2 separate regions of the Mus musculus genome follow, and region 2 is linked to region 1. The links are chromatin contacts, called in public HiChIP or PLAC-seq maps. All regions are on one chromosome and are shown on one strand. The core of a region is the stretch at or near the end of the contact, and the rest is flanking DNA. Distances in the headings are between cores, read along the strand shown. Region 1 holds the start of Mtg2 (mitochondrial ribosome associated GTPase 2). Region 2 holds the start of Zfp512b (zinc finger protein 512B).

Region 1 (6,298 bases), core at 2,595-5,094:
GGTTCTGGCTCTCCAGGGTTCTGGCCCTCCAGGGTTCAGGCCCTCCAGGGTTCTCGCCCTCCAGGGTTCTGGCTCTCCAGGGTTCTGGCCCTCCAGGGTTCTGGCCTTCCAGGGTTCTCACCCTCCAGGGTTCAGGCCCTCCAGGGTTCTCGCCCTCCAGGGTTCTGGCTCTCCAGGGTTCTGGCCCTCCAGGGTTCTGGCCTTCCAGGGTTCTCGCCCTCCAGGGTTCTGGCCCTCCAGGGTTCTCGCCCTCCAGGGTTCTGGCTCTCCAGGGTTCTGGCTCTCCAGGGTTCTGGCTCTCCAGGGTTCTCGCCCTCCAGGGTTCTGGCCCTCCAGGGTTCTCGCCCTCCAGGGTTCTGGCTCTCCAGGGTTCTGGCCCTCCAGGGTTCTGGCCTTCCAGGGTTCTGGCCCTCCAGGGTTCTGGCCCTCCAGGGTTCTGGCCCTCCAGGGTTCTGGCCCTCCAGGGTTCTGGCCCTCCAGGGTTCTGGCCCTCCAGGGTTCTGGCTGTGGGAGGAAGCTTCCTGATGTTTGGGTGTGCAGACCCAAACTATAGAGGTGTAATCTATGTCTTGTTCTCCTTTAGGGCCAGTATGGAAATTACCAGCAATAAAGAACAAGCATTGTCTTTGGACCCTTCATAGTAGTATGTTCTGGACAAGCCGGTGGCAGTTCTGATGAGTAGCGACATGTTGGTCACCCTCTCTGCCCAGTGCCGTGTCTGCATGAGAGGCAGGCTGGTTTCATGCTGGGCGTGATGCTGTGTGCACCACTGACTGCGATATGGCGTGACATGTCTGGTGCTGTGTAAAGTATTGTATATCGGTACGATGGGGAGGTTGTCCTGTTTGTGTCCCCTGCCCGCTCCCTGATGTTCTTAGCTAGCTTGGGGGGGGGTTACCGTGTCATCACATGTTCTGTGCCTGGTGATGAGACAATGTCTAAGAGACATCATGGTCCATGCTGCTGTGAACAGACTCAGTCTGCCCCCTCTCATACCATTGTTGCAAAGTGGACTGTAAATGTTTCTTCAACTGGCGGCTCATAGCTTGACATACATACACCGCTAGGTGACCATTTCTTCTGTGCCTAAGTAGGGCTTGAGGACACCTTCTGTGTCTTGGGTCATGTCACTATAACAAGGAAGATGTGCTTTGTGTGCAAGGACCATGAGCTGTCCTTTCCAGAACTTACCAATTGCCTGTGTCTCTCCAGTTTCCATGATCCCAAAGGATGTCTTTGTATTAGCGAGTAAAGAAGGATCGATGACTATTCCAAATGACAGTCGGTGAGAGTGTGGGCATCGTGAGGGGAGCTTTCACTAAGGAGGGCGCTGTCTGAAGAGCAATTCTTGCTGTCTCCGAGCTGCTTGTGTGTAGTATGGCTTTGGCCCTTGGCGTCATCTCTAGGATTTGAGTGTGCCCAAACCTAAGTTTATAGAGAATTTAAAGTACTCATGTTTAATTTTACAAGCAGTTGGCAAGTGTTTATATTACTTCTTCAGGACCTCTGAGTTCAGATTGCCAAGCAGATGTTCCTTTGCGTTTAGGGAAGTCTGAAATCCACACTGCATTTTTAATGAATCCAAATAACTTTATTACGTTCTTTCAAATGAAAAGGACAAGTTTTATACAGTGAGAATTGGGTGATTTTTTTTTTTTTTACATTCCTAGGATGTTTAATCTCGTTTTAATTCTGTGCAAACATGAGAGACAGCCTTTTTGAAAAGGTTCTATCAAAGGAAAACACCGCATATAATGCAGCAGGCATATTTTTCAGCATTTATTTAGATAATAACAATGTTACTATGAGAAGAAAAGAACAACCTTGAAGATGAGTGCTCAGAACAACCAAGAACATACAAAACCATCCCCAAGGATGCAGGGCTTGGTACATCAGACCTGTCCACCAGGATGCTTTTGCTTTATTTGTGTCTTATATGTAGCCCAGACTGGCCTCAAACTCACTACATAGCTGAGGCTGAACTTAATGATCCCCCAGCCTCCACTCCCGGGTACTGAGACCACGGGCATGCACCACCACATCTGTTTTCAGCTGATAGTTTTTAAAATATAAAACTTACCTGTAGCTCAGTAGTAAGGCACCTTTGTGGAGTTTGCTTGAATTAATCTTGACAGTCTTGCTGGAACTTACAGTGCAAGCTCCATTTACTTACAGGAGAATCAAGGGCCGGATCAAAGGACTTGTCTGTGTCGGCTGCCGTCTTACTCTAGGACATTCTCCCTCTCCTTGGGACCATTATCAACAACCATGGGCATATGTGTCTCATAGGCACAGGGTTTAGGAAACACACAGGCAAGGGCTGACTACATGACGGCTTTAACTTTACAGAAACAAGTTTCTGATCGCTACATGGCAGAAGTATTAGCAACTTGATTTTAGGGACTCATCATCTCTTTAGCTCCTTCCCTTTCTGGCAATTTTTATAAAACTAGCCTACAAGCTCACTTGGGGGCTAAATATCCCATTGAAAATGTCGAAACATTTTAAGTAACTGTGAAATGGTTTTTATTCCTTGCCAATCTGGGAATATGCCTTTTATGTATGCATACATGTGCAAGTGTGTACGTGTGTGTGTGTGTGTGTGTGTGTATGTATGTGTGTGTATGTGTGTATATATATGTGTGTATGTTAAAGTGCTGTATTAGTGTGTATGTGTGTGTGTATATGTAAAGTGCTGTGTTAGTGTGTGTTAATACTTTTTGAAAGAAAAGAACACTTAAAATATGTATCACCCCAAAAGTTCAATTTGAAATGTCTTACATTAAGAATTTCTTGAATGTTGTGTATATATTTTTAAAAGCACTTTGTGAAATAGTTTGTACATTTATTTCCTAATTTATACCTGATTTTGGTGTTAATATATTTAATGATTAATATTGTTTATTTAATGTTTTATTGATTTTTATGTAATTTTGTGGGGGAAAGTGATGCCAGTCTTTTTCATTGCCTGTATTATAGCTTTTCTTCTGTAACATGAATGTTTGAAAAGTCCTAGGCTGAAATGAACCCTTCGTGCAGGTGTGGTTGACTGTGTTTTGTTTTCAATGGTTCCTCCTACTGAAGGCCAGAAAAGATGCAAAGGGAGATTTGGAAATCGCTGCTCATTCTTCCTCCTGTTTCCCAGCATCCGTTCAATACTTGGTGAACTTGACCACTGAGGACTGGGGTTTTCAGATGTGCTGACCACTACGCGCTGCGCTTGTCAGGGGCTATGGGTGGATGGACATCTCTGCAGACTTAGCATATAGCACAGTGGGAGATGGGAGATGTCCGCAGAGGCACTGGGCAGACACAGGCCTGGCCCAGAAAGGAGGTGTTTTCCTTTCCTGTTGTACCTGTTCTCAGACGTGGGCTTCAGTGACTGAGTGTCCGTTCAAACTTGTAAAAAGAGGAAGACTTTCCATTTCCATTAAAACACTTTTTTAGCCATTACCTCATTTCTGTTTATTGAGCATGTTACGTCTGTCTTGTTATTTGTGAACGAAGTACAGTTTTTAAACACCCTATCATTTTCACCCTTGTTTGGTTGGTTGGTTAGACGGAGGCGCACTGTACAAACCTATGTGACTCTCAGACATTCCCGGCCTCTTTTTCCCGAGACTGGAATTAAAAGCGTGCGACCCGGCACCTGGCTTTTTCCTGGTTTTGTGAGACAGGATCACTGTGTGTCTCAGGCTGGGCAGGAATTCACGGCGATCCTTCTGCTCAGCTTCCTTGGTGCCCAGACTTTGGCTTTGGAGCCACAGAGACCACGGGATTCGGGGGGCGGTGCCTCGCCTTCCGGTTTGCTGCTGCACTGCGCGTGCGCGGCCAGAGCCCGACCCGGAACCAGTCGAGCGAGCGGAGGTGGGAGCTGTCGGGAGCGGGTGGGTGCGGGCGGCATTGCACGGGTGTGCGTTCTCCGGCGGCAGGCGGCGGGCGGGATGACTGGGCGGGATCTCTCTCTGTGTGCGGTGGCTCTAATGAGGAGAGCCCGTCCGGCCTGATCGCCGTAAAGTTGGTTTCTGAAAGACTCGCTCTCGCCTTAGCTTGAGCGTGATGGCGCACGCTTGTAAGCGCAGCTTCCCAGATGAGACAGGTGGATTTCTAGGAGTTCGAGGCCCGCCTAGGCCACATAGTGAGACCATGAACAGAAAACAATGGCAGAAACGTCCCCTTGCCCAGCTCTTTTGGAAAGCCTTTATGGATGCGCTACTAGGGTAGAGGCTCACCTGTTAAGATGCAGGCGCCGCAGTGTGTCGCCTAACTATGGGCAGTTGAGTCTTCCTGAGTCCCCGCCTCCGCGGCTTTGTAGAGGCATTCTTTTAAAGATGAGGTAAAGAAGCATTCTGCACACTAAGGATCGGTAGAGATGCGCCTGGGGTGCGAGCAAATGGCCTTGTTCCTACTCAGAAATCTAAAGGACCAGCATGGAACAGTTTCGGAGCTGTCGGGAGGTTTCCCTGCCTGCATGTGAACCAGTCTGGGACCTTGAGTGCTGGGTCGGGGATTGGGTGGGAGGTGGCAGCTGTCCCTCCAGTCAGTCTGTCCCACAAGGCCCCATAGGGCAGGCACCCAGACAGCAGCGTTGTTGAACGCGTGCTTTATTTTGTTTTTGAGACAGGCTCTCCCTTGCTGGCCTGGCACCCAGATGCCTGTCTGGCTTCCGGAGTGCATCTGCCACCGCACACAGCAGGAACACTTACCCCCACCCCCGTGAATGGCATATAATTAAGTAAAAACCATGTAATGTGAGTTGTCAGGTGACAAAATGATACTCCAGTTTCTAAATGTTTTCCACATGAAGAACGAAGTAGATCACAAACATATGTAATGAAGTGTAAAAGTATGTAGCAGAAACAGTAATGCCCGCGTGGGATTTAATATCCGGTAGCAAAGTGAAAATGGAATGCTTAGAATTAAGTTAGTTAACTGTGAATACTGTTAACCAATTGTGCTTAGCCTATAAAAGAATAACACTGAAGAAATGAAAACATTCCTCAAGAATGCTTTTTTTTTTCCCCCTTTCTCTTTTTTTAAGACAGGTTTGCATGTGTCTGGCTCCCTGGCTGGCCTTGAACTTGCTAAGTAGTAGAAGATGACCTTGAACTTCTGACCTTCCTACCTCCACCTCCTGAGTAAGTGGTGGCATGCCTGGATTATGTGATTCCAGGGGTCAACCCCAGGGCTTTGTGCATGCTAGGTCGGTAGGCATTCTACCAACTGAGCTACACCCCTCTTCCACAGTGCTTTCTTCTTTCTCATTGAAGACATCTTGGCACATGTCTCTAGTGCCAGCTACACAATCAGATCAATCGGTTCACTGTGAAACTAGTGCGGAAGGTTCCTGGACACACCTCTTGTGGACAGTAGCCGGGAGCTTAGCATCCTGTATAGCAGCAGTGGCCCTCTCACACGGTAGCACCGTGGAATTCCCCATACATGAAAGCCTTGCTGTACAGCCTTAAAGCATCTTGGCTCTCAGGCTCCAGGCTCTGACTCTCTTCATTGGCCCAGCAAAGGCACAGTTAGACAGAAAGTGAGGATGCCCTCCTAGGCTCCCTCTACAGTGTGCTGTGGGTAGACCCTACCCACTAGGACTTTCTGTGATGGCAGTATCCTAGTCTGTATTTCCTGGTTTAGCCCTGAGTGGCCTGTAGCACTGAAGAACTAGGTACTTGGGCTTTATTTACTCTGGTGAGTGTGCATGCCCATGCATGTGAGTGTGCAGATGCACACACGTGCACATGTACAGGTAAGAGGGCATTAGGTGTCCTCTAGCACTCTTTCTCATTCCCTTGAGGCCAGGTTTCTCCCTGAGTCTGGATCTTGCCATCTCAGCCTCCGTGTAGTGTGCACGGTTGCAGGTTACACCACAAGCATTCTTGCCCACCGAGTCATCTCCTCAGCTGGATTTTAATTCATTTTAACTTTATCAGTCCCGGGTGGCTGTAGACACTAGATGGGACAGTGCAGAGATTGCGTTAGGTAAGCAATGAGAGAGAACAGCGACGACGGGAAAGAGGTTTCGTTTGCTCCCTGGCAGGGAGCCGCCCATCTCAAAGAGCAGACACACAAACTGAAAGTGGGGTGAGGAGCAGACTGTGGCAGCGTACACCTTTGGTCTCCACACTTAGAGGTGGAAGCAAGCAGTTTTCCATGACCTGCCAAGGCTATATGGTGAGACCTTGTTGTCCTCAAACCAACCCCCCCACCGCCACCAAAAGAAAAAAAAAAAAAAAAACCCACAGGAAACACAGAAAGAAGGAAAGGAGCCAAAGCAGACCCAAGTCTGTGT
Region 2 (6,298 bases), core at 2,825-5,324, 1.5 Mb after region 1:
GAGGCTTACCTTGTGACATACTTCCATGTGCTTTTTGAGTCCCACGAGGGTCTTCCGGGTAACCACGTTGCAGGTGGGGCAGACAGCCTCCCCCCGTTCATGGATGGCTCGCTGCCACTGCTCCTCCGGGCCACCTGTGAAGCAGGGCCAGGCCTCAGGCTTGTGGGGCTCCTGAATGCCCTGGACCCCAGGGGCATCCCCGATGCCTTTGCTACAGGATCCAGCCCACCATGGAGACCTGTCCTGGGTCCTGCCAGGCAGCCCCCACCTGGGGCTGGGTGAGCCACAGGAGTTGGTGCCTCCTTGCTGACAGTGACAGGGGTGGCCAGCACCTTCTTCCGCACTTCCTCAGAGCCTGATCCCTCTTGCTTCTTGGAGCGATGAACTCGAGCCTTGTCTTCAGCTTTGGCCAGGCCTGTGTGCATACACAGGATGGATAAGATATATGGGCCAACTACTGATTGATACCCTTGATTGATACCCTCAGTTCTAGAAGTGTTCAGCTAGCTGGGGTCTTACCTTTGAGCCCAAAGGTCCCTGAGATAGATGGTTGCTCCCCTGTGAATTTCTTCGGTGTTTTCTGTTTCCTTCCTGACTCAGGGGAGAGAAAATGAGTGCCAAGACCCTGGTCACACAGTCATTGAAAGGCCAGAGCCTATCATGGCCAGTCTCCCCGGGGCCTCTTATCTTACTGTGCTTTGTGCGCTCAGGGTCTTCCTCGGGCTGGGACACTGGGCCTATAGGCCGCAGTGCCTCTTTGCCCATCAGGGGCCTGCTGCCGCTAGGATCTGTACTCAGTGGGAAGGTCACACTCTGGTCCATGCTGGATGGGCCGTATGCTCCATTCTCTGGCCTTGCCTGCTTGGACAGGATGGGGCAGGTGTCCAAACTGTCTGCAGCCCTGCAAGTGGCAGGCAAGGTGAGATCCAGGCAAACCTCACCCGCTCCTGGCACAGCTGACAACCACCTCAAATGACCTCCCATACCTTTTCTTATTGCTGTTCTTGCCTGTAGCACGAAGTGTTTTGTTCTCAGATTTGGACAGCAACACCATTTTGCAGGGTGGTATGTGTCTGCTGATGGCGATGGGCCTGCTGACCGGCACAGGCTTGCTGACCACAATGGGCCTGCTGACTGGTACTGGCTTGGTGAGTGGCACAGGTTTTGAAACTGTCACAAGCTTGGTAACTGGCATATGTTTGGTGAGTGGCACAGGTTTGGTAATTGGGATGGGCTTGGTGACTGGCACAGGCCTAGAGACTTGCATGGGCCTACTGACTGTGACAGGTTTGGTGACTGGTATAGGCCTACTGACTGTGACTGGCTTACTGATGCCAATGGGCTTGCTGACACCCACTGGTTTGCCAACAGTAACAGGTTTGCTCACTCCGATGGGCTTGCTGACCCCAACAGGCCGGCTGATGGTGACCGGCCGGCTGACTGGGCCAGGCTTGGGGGCAGGTAGGGGGTGGTCCATGTGATTCCATATCCGGTGCTTCTCCAGCTGGGTCTTGGAAGTGAATGCGGCCTCGCAGAAGGGGCAAGGGAAGGCCAGCCTATCTGAGATAGCACCCTGGGCAGGGAGGGCAGGTGTGGGATGGGGCCCCGGGGGCCTCTGCCCAGATGCACCCCCAGGCCTCCTCTTCCCTGGCCCACAGCCCCTTACCCCTTGGCACCGCTGATAGTGGTACTTGAGCCCATAGATGCTGGGGAACTCTAGCCAGCACCCTGAGTTTGGACACTTCACCCTTGAGTGTGCCTTGAATTCATCTTTCCACTGGTTCATCAGAGAGAGCTGGGCAGAGGAAAAGGCCAAGCTGCTGACCTGTAGCTACCCAGACTTAAAGTTCCCCCAAGCCAAATAAGCCCTTCAACCTCAAGAGCAGACCAGGAATTCAAGCCATGCTGCAGACCTATGCTGATGACTACTCACAGCCCACTGGGACTTTGTAACAGACACAAGGGCCCTAGGGTACATGCTCAAACAAACTGGCACAGGATATATGGAGGGCTGGTAAGGGCATGGAAGTGGCCTTCACAGACTAAATTGAATGGACCCCACTCTAACCCTCAGGGAGCTCACAGGAATATCTCGGAGAGCTTGGTTCTCGGCTTTCGGCCTCCCTTTTTTCTTCCCTTCTGTCTTGTCACTGGCTGAGTTTCCAGGGTCAAAGCAGAGTGGGGCCTGGCTAGGCACTGTATGTCCACTGTGGACCACTGGCATCCCTATAGTACAGGAGACAGTAAGGCTCAGTGGTTGCCCAATATCACCGACCCCCAAGGGCGGTGGCCCAGACTGAGTCTTGGCTCACCCAGATAAAGGCCCAGTGGCTGGAGTTAACCCAGGACAAGAGCATGGCTACAATAAGGCTGACAATCTCCACCCCACAAAGGTCCTCAGGATACCCAAGGAGGTAACTCTACCACTGGCTATCTGTATCCTCTAGAACTGATTTCTGCCTTAGCTCCTCACCTAGCTTTGGTGGGTCCTGCAACAAGGGAAGTTGGGCCTCCTTCCGGCTGCCTCCCTTTCCAGGTCCACTTTTGCTGGATCCTTGAAGCCGACGGCCTCCTCCAACACAAAAGGATTCAGTCATCTCTGCAGAGTAAGTACACAGACCTATGAGACGAACAGGCTCAACCCAGGACTTTCACTGGGGCTATCCTAGAGGCCCTCAATATGTCTCTCTAGCCCTGACCTCCTATATTGATCACATCAAAAAGCAAGTAATGGAAGCTTCTAACTTAGAGAAGGGGGTTTGCCCAGACAAGGTCTTTCTAAATAACCCAGAAGACATGAGAAGTGTAGAAAGAGCCAAGACTCTTACTACATTTGACACCCTCACCTACACCCTCATCTAGACACACAAAGACCAAAGGCTGCTGAGGATCAGCCTGTCTTCAGAGGGTCCACGCAATTGAAGAAGACTGATAATATTCCTCATAGGGGACAATTAACACTAGTAATGGTTGCTGGCTCACAGGCAGCCACATCACCACACCTCAGGGATAGCTTCTCCTCAGAGTCCTGGCCCCTGCCATCTAGATACACAATACTAACCTACTCAGATAAGAGCCCTTGAAGACCTCTCTCTAGGCAAAGAAGCCAATATGGGTCCTGAAGGCCCATGTCCCCACCACATGCACTCATCCCTCTGGTTGGTAAAGTGAAGATCCACTAGAAATACACTTTAGTCCCATGCTGAGCTATCCTACCTGCCTGCCTTCTCAGCCTTCTGTGCAGACAGGGCCCCTCCACCCAGATGAATACACCACATCAGACCCTCAGCCACCACAGCCTAGGCAGCCACCATTTCTTCTTATTTTCAATAGCTTCTAGGTTCCCTGCCTAGGAAGCCACTTCAGCTAAACAAGTTATAGTCAATACTGGCAAGCAGAGGCTATAGAGTATGCATGCTGCTGCCCTGGGGTTGGGCCTCTGGGGACTGTTCTGCTTGCAGCATCACATACCCTGAAAACCGAGGAAGGCTCTAAGCATAGAATGGTGAGGCCTCGCAGAGGCACCCAAAGCCACAGAAGGGGGCGGTACCAAAGAGCAAGGTTCAAGCAGGTGAGTCCTCTCCTAACAGTTTTTGATCAACTCAAATCAGAGGGGATGTGTAGGGGCTGCGTTATCCAGGAGGTCTAAGGTCAATCACCGTTCATTGCCAAGGACAACACCCCCATCCTGGGCCTAGGGGAGGGGAGGGGAGGGGAGGGGGGGTCTGAAGTCAACTAAAGTTCTCTGGATGTCCTCGTTTTGCAGCTTCATAAGGAAATGAGTTATCCAGAACCCCGATTACATTTGAGGTCCGGGTTATACGGCCTGCTGCAACCTTCTAGTCTTTCAGAGTTAGGGGTAAGGCCTGGCCGCCGGAGTAGGAAGAAAACCCCTCCTCCACCTGGGGTCCCTGCGATCTCCCTTGTAGCCTCCAGGGAGGAGGGCGCTGCCGCGGACGCAGGCCACTCCGCCCGGCCCCGGACGAGCGCAGCCAAGAGGCGCACCTGGAGGCCCGTGGCCACCCACCTGTCACCTGAGGCCGGACGCGGGCTGCAGCCTGGCCCGGAAGCGCCGACCGCGGGGGGGCGAAGGCAGTGAACCAAAATGGCGACTTTTTCTGGAGGAGGAGGCGGGAGGACGGCGCCGACGCGGGGAGCGGGGCGCGGCGCGGGTCCGGGCGCGGCGGGGAGGCGGGCTGGGCACAGGGCTGGTGCGGGGCGCGTGTGGCGCCGGGGCCGCGGTAAAGCGGGCAGGGCCGGCGCTTACCTGCAGCGCCCAAGGGGTGCGGCCGGGCCAGGCCGGAGCCAGAGCCGGGCCGGGGCGCGGGGCGCGGGGCGCGGGGTCCGGGCGGCGCACACTCCGCGCCGTGCTGCGCACATGCGCGCTCCCGCCCCTCCTACCTTTGACAGTTTTACTGCGGGGGGGAGGGGGGCGAACTCTCGCGGTATTCACGCGGCCGCCGCTGCGGGGAAGGGGCCGGTGGGGCCGTTCCGCCGCTCCGGGCAGTGCGGTCCGTGGCCCAGGTGGTCCTGGCCTCCAGGGCCGAGCGATCGGTCACGCGTGCCTTGGGCAAGAGTCGCTTTGTGGACAGTCCAGTAAACTGAGGCACGTCAGGAACTCTGGACACTACCGCAAATCCTGCCTGACGGATTAAGCAACCGGTGTGGTTGCGCTGGCTGAAGTAGATCCTATGAAGGGTTATAGGACATCTGTAGGCTGTCAGGGGGCACCTCAGCCTCTATCTGTCCCTTAGGCCACCTTAATCTAGACACGAAGACCGATAGGCCTTATTGCGGTCACTGGCTATTGAATCAACTTCTCCCTTCTTTGTGAACAGTGTGGTCCTAGACCAACAGCCAGTAAGTATCTAACTTCTCTGGCCCCGAGCCTGGGCTGCTAGTGTAAGATCTAGGGGGTGGGTGGGAGGATGACAGCACAGCCCACACAACTTGGAAATAAATGAGGCAGAGAAATAAACACCCTTTTGACAGACTAGGAAGGGGAAATAAATGAGGCAGAGAAATAAACACCCTTTTGACAGACTAGGAAGGGCCAACTGGCTGATAAGGAGGTAGAATGCAAAGCCTGGGGCTCCACAGGAGCACTCAATAGGGAAGGGAAAAATTCAGCTTTCATTTGAGTCATAATACTGTTACATGTTCTCAGCCATGCCCACTGTTTTTTTTTTTTTTTAAGATTTATTTATGTTATGTATGTGAGTACACTGTAGCTGTCTTCAGACACATCAGAAGAGGGCATCAGATCCCATTACACATGGTTGTGAGCCACTATGTGGTTGCTGGGAATTGAACTGAGGACCTCTGGAAGAGCAGTCTGCGCTCTTAACCACTGAGCCATCTCTCCAGCCCCCCCCCCCCACTGTTTTTTCTAAAACAACTTTTCACTATGTAGCCCTTTGTAGACCAGGCCAGCATCAAACTCAGAGATCTGCCCGTCTCTGCCTCCCATATGCTGGGATTAAAGACGTCTTTTACCTTTTGTGAGTCTCCCAGGATGTGGAACATCAGACTGTTGGTGGGGATCAGTGTGCACACAAAGGTGTGTTCAACTTTCCCTGTGTAAGTCTGAGTTTTCACAAGTGTGATATACCAATGCCCATAGGTTATTACATGTCTAAGTGACCATGTGTTATCAGGTGGTAGTCATATATGGGCATCATGATGTAGGTGAGGGCACTACATTCCCTGAAGCTGTGAACTGCCTGAAGAGGGTGCTGGAAACTCAATTCTGCAAGAACAGCAACTGTGTTCTCTCTCTCTCTAGCCCCACCTCCCTGCAATTTTTCTTTATGTGTGTATCTAAGTGTCAAGACATTTTGCAATGCACTTATGTGCACCATGGGTTATGTCATGTCTAGTGTTAGTGATTATGTATTGTATTTATGCACTTGGGTAATTATATCTGTGCATATGGGGATGTTATAAATCTTTGCACAGATCATTGGCCAATTGTGCAAGTGTGTTTGTACATATTTAAGCATGTCTGGGTGTTGTGTCACTATGTTTGTGGCCTATACCTCAATGTTCCTATTTGAATGTCTGGTTATTGTGTTCAGAGTGTGTGATTCATGTGCTATGGATGTCAGGGTATGGCTGAAGAGTAAGCCCCAACAAATAACCATGTTAAGCTGTAGTGATAGTTTATTTGGAAAAGGGGTCTTTGTAGATGTAACTGACGTTTCTGAGATCTATTTGGACTAAGTGAACCCTAAATTTAAAGAAGATATTTGAGAGGCAGACGAGAATGACCACAGAAATAGATTTGTGATATAGCCTC

Evidence for each region. HiChIP or PLAC-seq counts read pairs in DNA pulled down with a chosen protein or histone mark.
Region 2: a FOXA1 HiChIP or PLAC-seq map of pancreatic cancer cells shows a contact between it and region 1. The contact joins the promoter of Zfp512b here to the promoter of Mtg2 in region 1. A contact is called at or near these places in 1 of 39 promoter capture datasets (pre-B cells) and 3 of 115 datasets of contacts at active chromatin or transcription factors (astrocytes, embryonic stem cells and pancreatic cancer cells).

Annotation. Positions count from the first base shown.
Region 1 is chr2:180,066,749-180,073,046 of GRCm38.p6, forward strand. Mtg2 (mitochondrial ribosome associated GTPase 2) reads left to right here and starts at 3,845. Exons shown (of 10, transcript NM_181424.3): 1 at 3,845-3,867; 2 at 5,046-5,138. Ss18l1 (SS18, nBAF chromatin remodeling complex subunit like 1) reads left to right here. Exons shown (of 11, transcript NM_178750.5): 11 at 584-3,453. The coding sequence ends at 610.
Region 2 is chr2:181,588,387-181,594,684 of GRCm38.p6, forward strand. It overlaps Zfp512b (zinc finger protein 512B), which reads right to left and starts at 4,075. Exons shown (of 17, transcript NM_001164597.1): 1 at 4,035-4,075; 2 at 2,474-2,599; 3 at 2,084-2,226; 4 at 1,667-1,795; 5 at 987-1,573; 6 at 693-901; 7 at 520-591; 8 at 269-415; 9 at 10-134. The coding sequence starts at 2,597.